2 separate regions of the Sus scrofa genome follow, and region 2 is linked to region 1. The links are chromatin contacts, called in public HiChIP or PLAC-seq maps. All regions are on one chromosome and are shown on one strand. The core of a region is the stretch at or near the end of the contact, and the rest is flanking DNA. Distances in the headings are between cores, read along the strand shown. Region 1 overlaps ST7L (suppressor of tumorigenicity 7 protein-like). Region 2 holds the start of CTTNBP2NL (CTTNBP2 N-terminal-like protein).

The links. HiChIP or PLAC-seq counts read pairs in DNA pulled down with a chosen protein or histone mark.
Region 2: an H3K27ac HiChIP or PLAC-seq map of alveolar macrophages shows a contact between it and region 1, with 10 times the contacts expected there. The contact joins the promoter of CTTNBP2NL here to the enhancer-like site in region 1. A contact is called at or near these places in 4 of 5 promoter capture datasets (fetal liver, fetal skeletal muscle, liver and 1 more), 34 of 47 Hi-C or Micro-C datasets (adipocytes, adipose tissue, alveolar macrophages and 18 more) and 2 of 2 datasets of contacts at active chromatin or transcription factors (alveolar macrophages and skeletal muscle).

The regions. Positions count from the first base shown.
Region 1 is chr4:107,951,269-107,953,968 of Sscrofa11.1, forward strand. All of the region lies in intron 14 of ST7L (suppressor of tumorigenicity 7 protein-like), which reads left to right. Among named protein-coding and RNA genes, the nearest start is that of WNT2B, 29 kb to the left of the region's middle. Within about 2 kb of position 1,378, at least 34 of the 83 cell types and tissues checked have an H3K27ac peak or open chromatin away from gene starts, as enhancers often do. A contact at or near this core is called in adipose tissue, alveolar macrophages, embryonic fibroblasts and 6 more, where this site is marked.
Region 2 is chr4:108,011,423-108,014,122 of Sscrofa11.1, forward strand. CTTNBP2NL (CTTNBP2 N-terminal-like protein) reads right to left here and starts at 1,342. Exons shown (of 6, transcript XM_003125850.4): 1 at 124-1,342.

The DNA of each region.
Region 1 (2,700 bases), core at 128-2,627:
TCTTTATGCAGGAGGAATTCGACGGGAGGCAAAGTTCTAGGTAAGAAATAGGTTTATTGAAAGACACACCCTCCATAGGCGGAGCGTGCGCCATCTCTGAAGGTGAGAGGCCCTGGGAAATACGCGTTCCATAGACAGAGTGTGGGTGGTCTCAAAAGGCTTGGGAGCAGCCTCCTGCTTTTCTTATAGTTCACATAATACCGTGTTTGCTACAGGCTCTCCTACCAGCACTTACGGCCCCTAAAGCCCTTAACTGCCTCCAGTGAGTGGCACCTGGTAGGAGCTATTGGATGGATGTTTGAATGGCTGACATCTCCTTGTTTTCCTCCCAGAGTGCTGGCTCTTGCTCACTTACTTGGTTTACTAAGGGTTGTTGTGTTTTGTTCGCTGTGCCTGAGGCACGTGGAAGTTTTTTTTTTTCTTTTAATGGTTTTTTTCCCCATTATAGTTGGTTTACAGTGTTCTGTCAGTTTTCTACTGTACAGCAAAGCGACCCAGTAATACACACACATACACATTCTTCTTATCACATTATCCTCCATCAAGCTCCATCACAAGTGACTAGATATAGTTTCCAGTGATAAACAGCAGGACATAGAAGTTTAACTGCACCACAGCAGTGACAATGTCAGATCCTTAACCACTGTGTCACCAGGGAACTCCAAATCTTTTTTCTTTAAAGGAGCATCAACAGTATAGGAGGAGCAAGATATTTTTGGAGCATAATTAAGTGGACGAATGAATAAATAAATGTTGATAGACTCCTGTGTAACAAATAGTTATGGATCACCTACCATTTGTTGGGTACGTTCTAGGAGCTCCCTAATAGCTCCTAGTAGCTATCACTTGCTGGGTGCTTACTCATGCCCTGACTAGTTTGGAGTCTTAGATTTGCTCAGTTAAGACTCAAAACAACCCTGTGAGGTGGTTTCTGTTTGTTATTCCTCCCCGTCTACTAGTTTGGACTTCCATCCCTAAGGCAGGGACTGTGGCTCTGCCTACCCATCAGGGGAGGGGACCTGGGGAGGGGACGCATCCCTGCCCGCTGCTGCGAAGCGGGTCTCTTCCAGACCGCTGACCGACCTTTCCCCGGGGAGGTGGGTGTGCGCTGGACCTCGGTGCAGAGAATCACAGTGACCGAAACACCAGGGGGCGCCAGCAATTCAGTTTTCCGACGAAGGGCGGGGCGGCCCGCGGCAGCCTCACCAGCTTCGCTTCTAGACGCGCTTCCCTCAGGCCAGACTCTTTTCGCCCGCCCACTGCTCCATTCCACAAAGGCTGCAAATAATCCGCCGCCGACTACTCACCAAGTACCAGGCACTTGCCTGTTTTATCTCATTTAATTCTCACAAAATCGTAAGAGGGAGGGTCTCCTATCTTCATTGCAGATGCTGAAATGAAGGCTAGCAAGGTTGATTTGCCCCAGGTTACGCAGAGAATGGCAAAGTCCTTGTTTTGAACGACTTTTCTTGCTTCTACTTTTGCATCACCATGTCCCACATATACATCGACTCTCAACACAAACCAGTATCCTTCCTCCCTCTCTGTACTTAAATCCAGTGTCTCTTGAGCCACACGATTTCCCTGCTCTGCTGAACTTCTTAGGCACTTGGGGCCCCATTTCCCCCATTTGGGGCACCTGCTGCATCATGCCCAGCACTGCCCCAAGATGTCACATATGCAAGGCTTGTTCCCCCATCAGAGTGAAAATTCCAGCCTTTAGCATGAAGCTTCACACAGACTCAGTGCTTAATAAACACATGTTGAATAAGTGACAGGCACAGCAAATGTGTGTGTGTGCATGGTCAATATAGCCTAGGGGCTGCACAGAGCCAGCAACAACAAATACACATTGAAAATGAGAAATTCAGTAGTTTAACATTTCTAGTTTTGTTCTGCTTCCTTTATGTTTGTATCCAGAGGGGACTGCAAACTCTCAGAAGGTAAGGATGAGGAATGTGGGCATGAGTGGGGGTGGGGTATTGGGGGAAACCCAGGAGGCACAGGGCAGGGAGCAGAGCTTTCCCATGGTGAGAATAAGGCTCACATAGAGAAGAGAGAGAGAGCAATGCCAAGATCTGAGTTAGAGCAGAAGGAAAATGAGCCCTGAATAGGAGCCTTGTGTGTGGCCCTGTGGTGCTGACTCACCAAGACTCAGAAGAAAACATACTAGGGTTGAAGAAGGGGCCTGTATGCTGTGGCCACCACCCTGAGGACACCCCGAGGCCAGACGGTCCTGAAAGGCTTTGATTTGAGCTAGGTGGGCTGGGGAAGCGGAGGAGTCAGGGATGGGAACTGCAGAGTAGGGAGATGATCTCTTGAGAATGTGGAAGACCTCTCCTGGAAGAGCTATGGATTTGCGTTGAGGAGGGTTAGGCGGAGATGGAGGAGGAGGCTCTCCGCATGCATTCAGCTGCCCCCTCCCCCCCACCAGGTGTGGCAGGTCAGACTGACAAGCAGGGAGGGATAGATGCTCGTGGCTTCAGTGGCTTCTTCCCCACCCTTGAGGAGCAATCCATGTTTATGAGTAAGTGCTTCCTGGACTTGGTGCTGCAGATGGAGGCACAGTCTGGGAGTAGATGTCCCACAATCCTCTCCACCCCCAGCCTCACCTCAACTGTCAAACCAGTTCAGAGACAGGAGGACAGGCAACCAGCACCGCAGGCAGGCAGCCCTAGGCCAGCAGGAAGAGGGCAAGGC
Region 2 (2,700 bases), core at 92-2,591, 60 kb after region 1:
AAGGGATGGGCGCGAGTGGCATTTGGGACGGTGGCGGGAGGACTCCAGTGGTCCTACCCTTGCTCTTCTCTCGAGAATCCGGACTCCCAGCCACCGCCAAGCCCCAGCACCAGTGGCTCCTACCTTTTCCCTGCGCTCTGGACTCGGCTCCCGGCCGCCTCCGCCAGCCGCTGCATCCACTGCCCCCGGAGGCCCCGCCCCTCAACCGCCAGGCGGGGGCATTGGCATTCCGCAGGGCCAGTCGTCTCCTCGTCTCTTCAGCCCCCGCACCAATCCGAGTCGGCTGGAGGCGGGGCTTCTCCAATGTCATTTACGCTCCTCCCGGGGCCCCTGGATCCCTTTTGTTTGGGGAGAGCCAAGCTGGGATTGAGTGCGCGTCATTTCCGGGAGGAAGCGCCGTTCTCCGGCCGGGGCTCCCGGGTGGGCTCGCGCCTCTCCCCGCCGGGCTTCTGCAACTTTCCTCCTTCGATGCGGCTCCTGAACAGGACTGTGGCTAGTGTTTACCGTCGTGGTACGGGAAGCTTAGGAAAGGCCGGTTTCCGGTGCCCTGATTGATCGGGCATATTAATGTTTCATTTCATCCAAAATGTTAATAAGTGAAGTGTGCTTTAGTGTCTATTTTAGAAATAATTGTTGAAAACCTGGTAACATGGCTTGCCTGCTCTTTTTTTCCTTGGATGAGCTTCTGCTAGAAGCAAGGACGCAAAGATGCAAAACCCGGAGGACCATCCCCCCCACTTCTCTTTTCACATTACTTTTAGAAGAGAATAGTAGCTCTGGACCCCTCCGGGCGGGGAGCCGGGACACGGGTGGCTCCGGAAGAGCACAAACCCGGCCCGACCTGCCTTCCAGGTGGGGGTGGAACGAATAAAATCTGGTTGTCTAGGTTTTCTTGTGTCCCTGGCCCCAGTACACCCCGGGCTAGGGCTTTTGCAGTGGCGTTGGGACAAAGAACAGTAGAGGATGCAAGGAATGTCTGTCCCTTGCGAACACAGAAATGCAGATCTTGCTGGTGGCAGCAAGCCCTACCAGGACCAAATAATCCAGAGAGGGGAGAGGATGCATCCCTTCCTGAGGTCAAGGTTTCTGGATTCATTTTCCACTTCACAGATTGATTCAATGACCTGTTATTTTTAGGTATAATGTAATAAATACTTACAATATGATGCATAAATAGTGTAAATTTTAATAATATTATTCTAATCTTCACAGTTCTTATTAAGCAAAACAGTATTAGGGGTCAGGTACTCACCCAGGCAGACTGCTTCAAGCCAGATGCAGCCCTGTCCTCAAGCAGTTTACAGTCTAGTGGAGGGATGTGGTCAGTCTGTGTGATCAAGAGGGAAGACTGAAGAAAATAAACCAATATTAGTGTCATCACTGTGCCAGTTACTTTCACATAATGGTATCTTATTTAATCTTCACTACCATATGAAAAATATTTCCTAACCTGTAAGATAGATAGCACTCTGTCCATTTTACAGATGAGATAATAGAGATTCAGAGAAATCAAGTAAAGCCATAGAGGTAGTAAATGGTAAATAATTTCCAACAAGGATCAGTGAACTATGCTACATTCTGCACATCTGCTCCTATAAGGAGGACTGGTCCAGAGAGTGGATGGCTAAAAACAGCATTGGAGACAGAAAAAAGCTCCTTCCCTCCCCCTGTTGACTGTAGGCTTGAGAGGATCATCTCTATATAAGAAGGACAAAAAGACCGTACTGAGGTGCTCAACAGCAGCCCAAGTGCTTTTGAAGTAACAAAGTAGGATGTAGAGAACTTCAGAAGAGCATCATTCTCCGTATGCAGGAGACTGACAATCTGAAAGGCAAGATGAAGGGCCAGGAACACAGTAGGTGCTCAATACATACTGACTTCACTTGAAACAAAATGTCCGGAATGGTTAAAAACAGAGTTTAAGTGCTGGACTAGGCCCACGAATTTGAAAAATCCCATTTCCTCCTCCTCCCCTTTGCCCTGCGTTATGGGTGTGCAATGAGGAAGTGCTTCATTGCCTGACAATGAGGCAGATGTGGGAGAACAGGCTATTTTCTGCTGGCTTCTGAGTGAGTCACTCTAAGTTGTCCCAGTGAATCAGCTCCTCCCTCCTGCCCCTCCTTCCCTTTGTTAACCTACCACCACCCAGCTCTACTCCCAGGCTGACCTGGTGCCTACTTCCTTTATAGCAGCTCCCTTGACTCCCTGAGCTCCCACATGTCCATTCCTGAGTGTGGGAGGACCCAGCCAAAATGAGATCATCCTTGCTTTGTCGGATTCAGTGTCCTAAGGGTATTCAGATTGCTCTCCTTTTAATTTATCACCTCTGGAGCTGGTGAAAGAAGCAGGTCTTGTGAACTTGAAGTTTTGTGATGCTTCAAATATATAAAATGTGTGCATAAATTTAGAGTGTGGTACAAAGGTGTACACAGAGGTTGAAAGTGGGTTTGTAATATTTTAAATTTGTATAACAACATATCATTTTAAACATACCATTTGAATTTAATTTTTAAAAATGGAGGAGTTCCCGTCGTGGCGCAGTGGTTAACGAATCCGACTAGGAACCGTGAGGTTGCGGGTTCGGTCCCTGCCCTTGCTCAGTGGGTTAACGATCTGGCATTGTTGTGAGCTGTGGTGTAGGTTGCAGACGCGGCCCCCCCCGCGTTGCTGTGGCTCTGGCGTAGGCCGGTGGCTACAGCT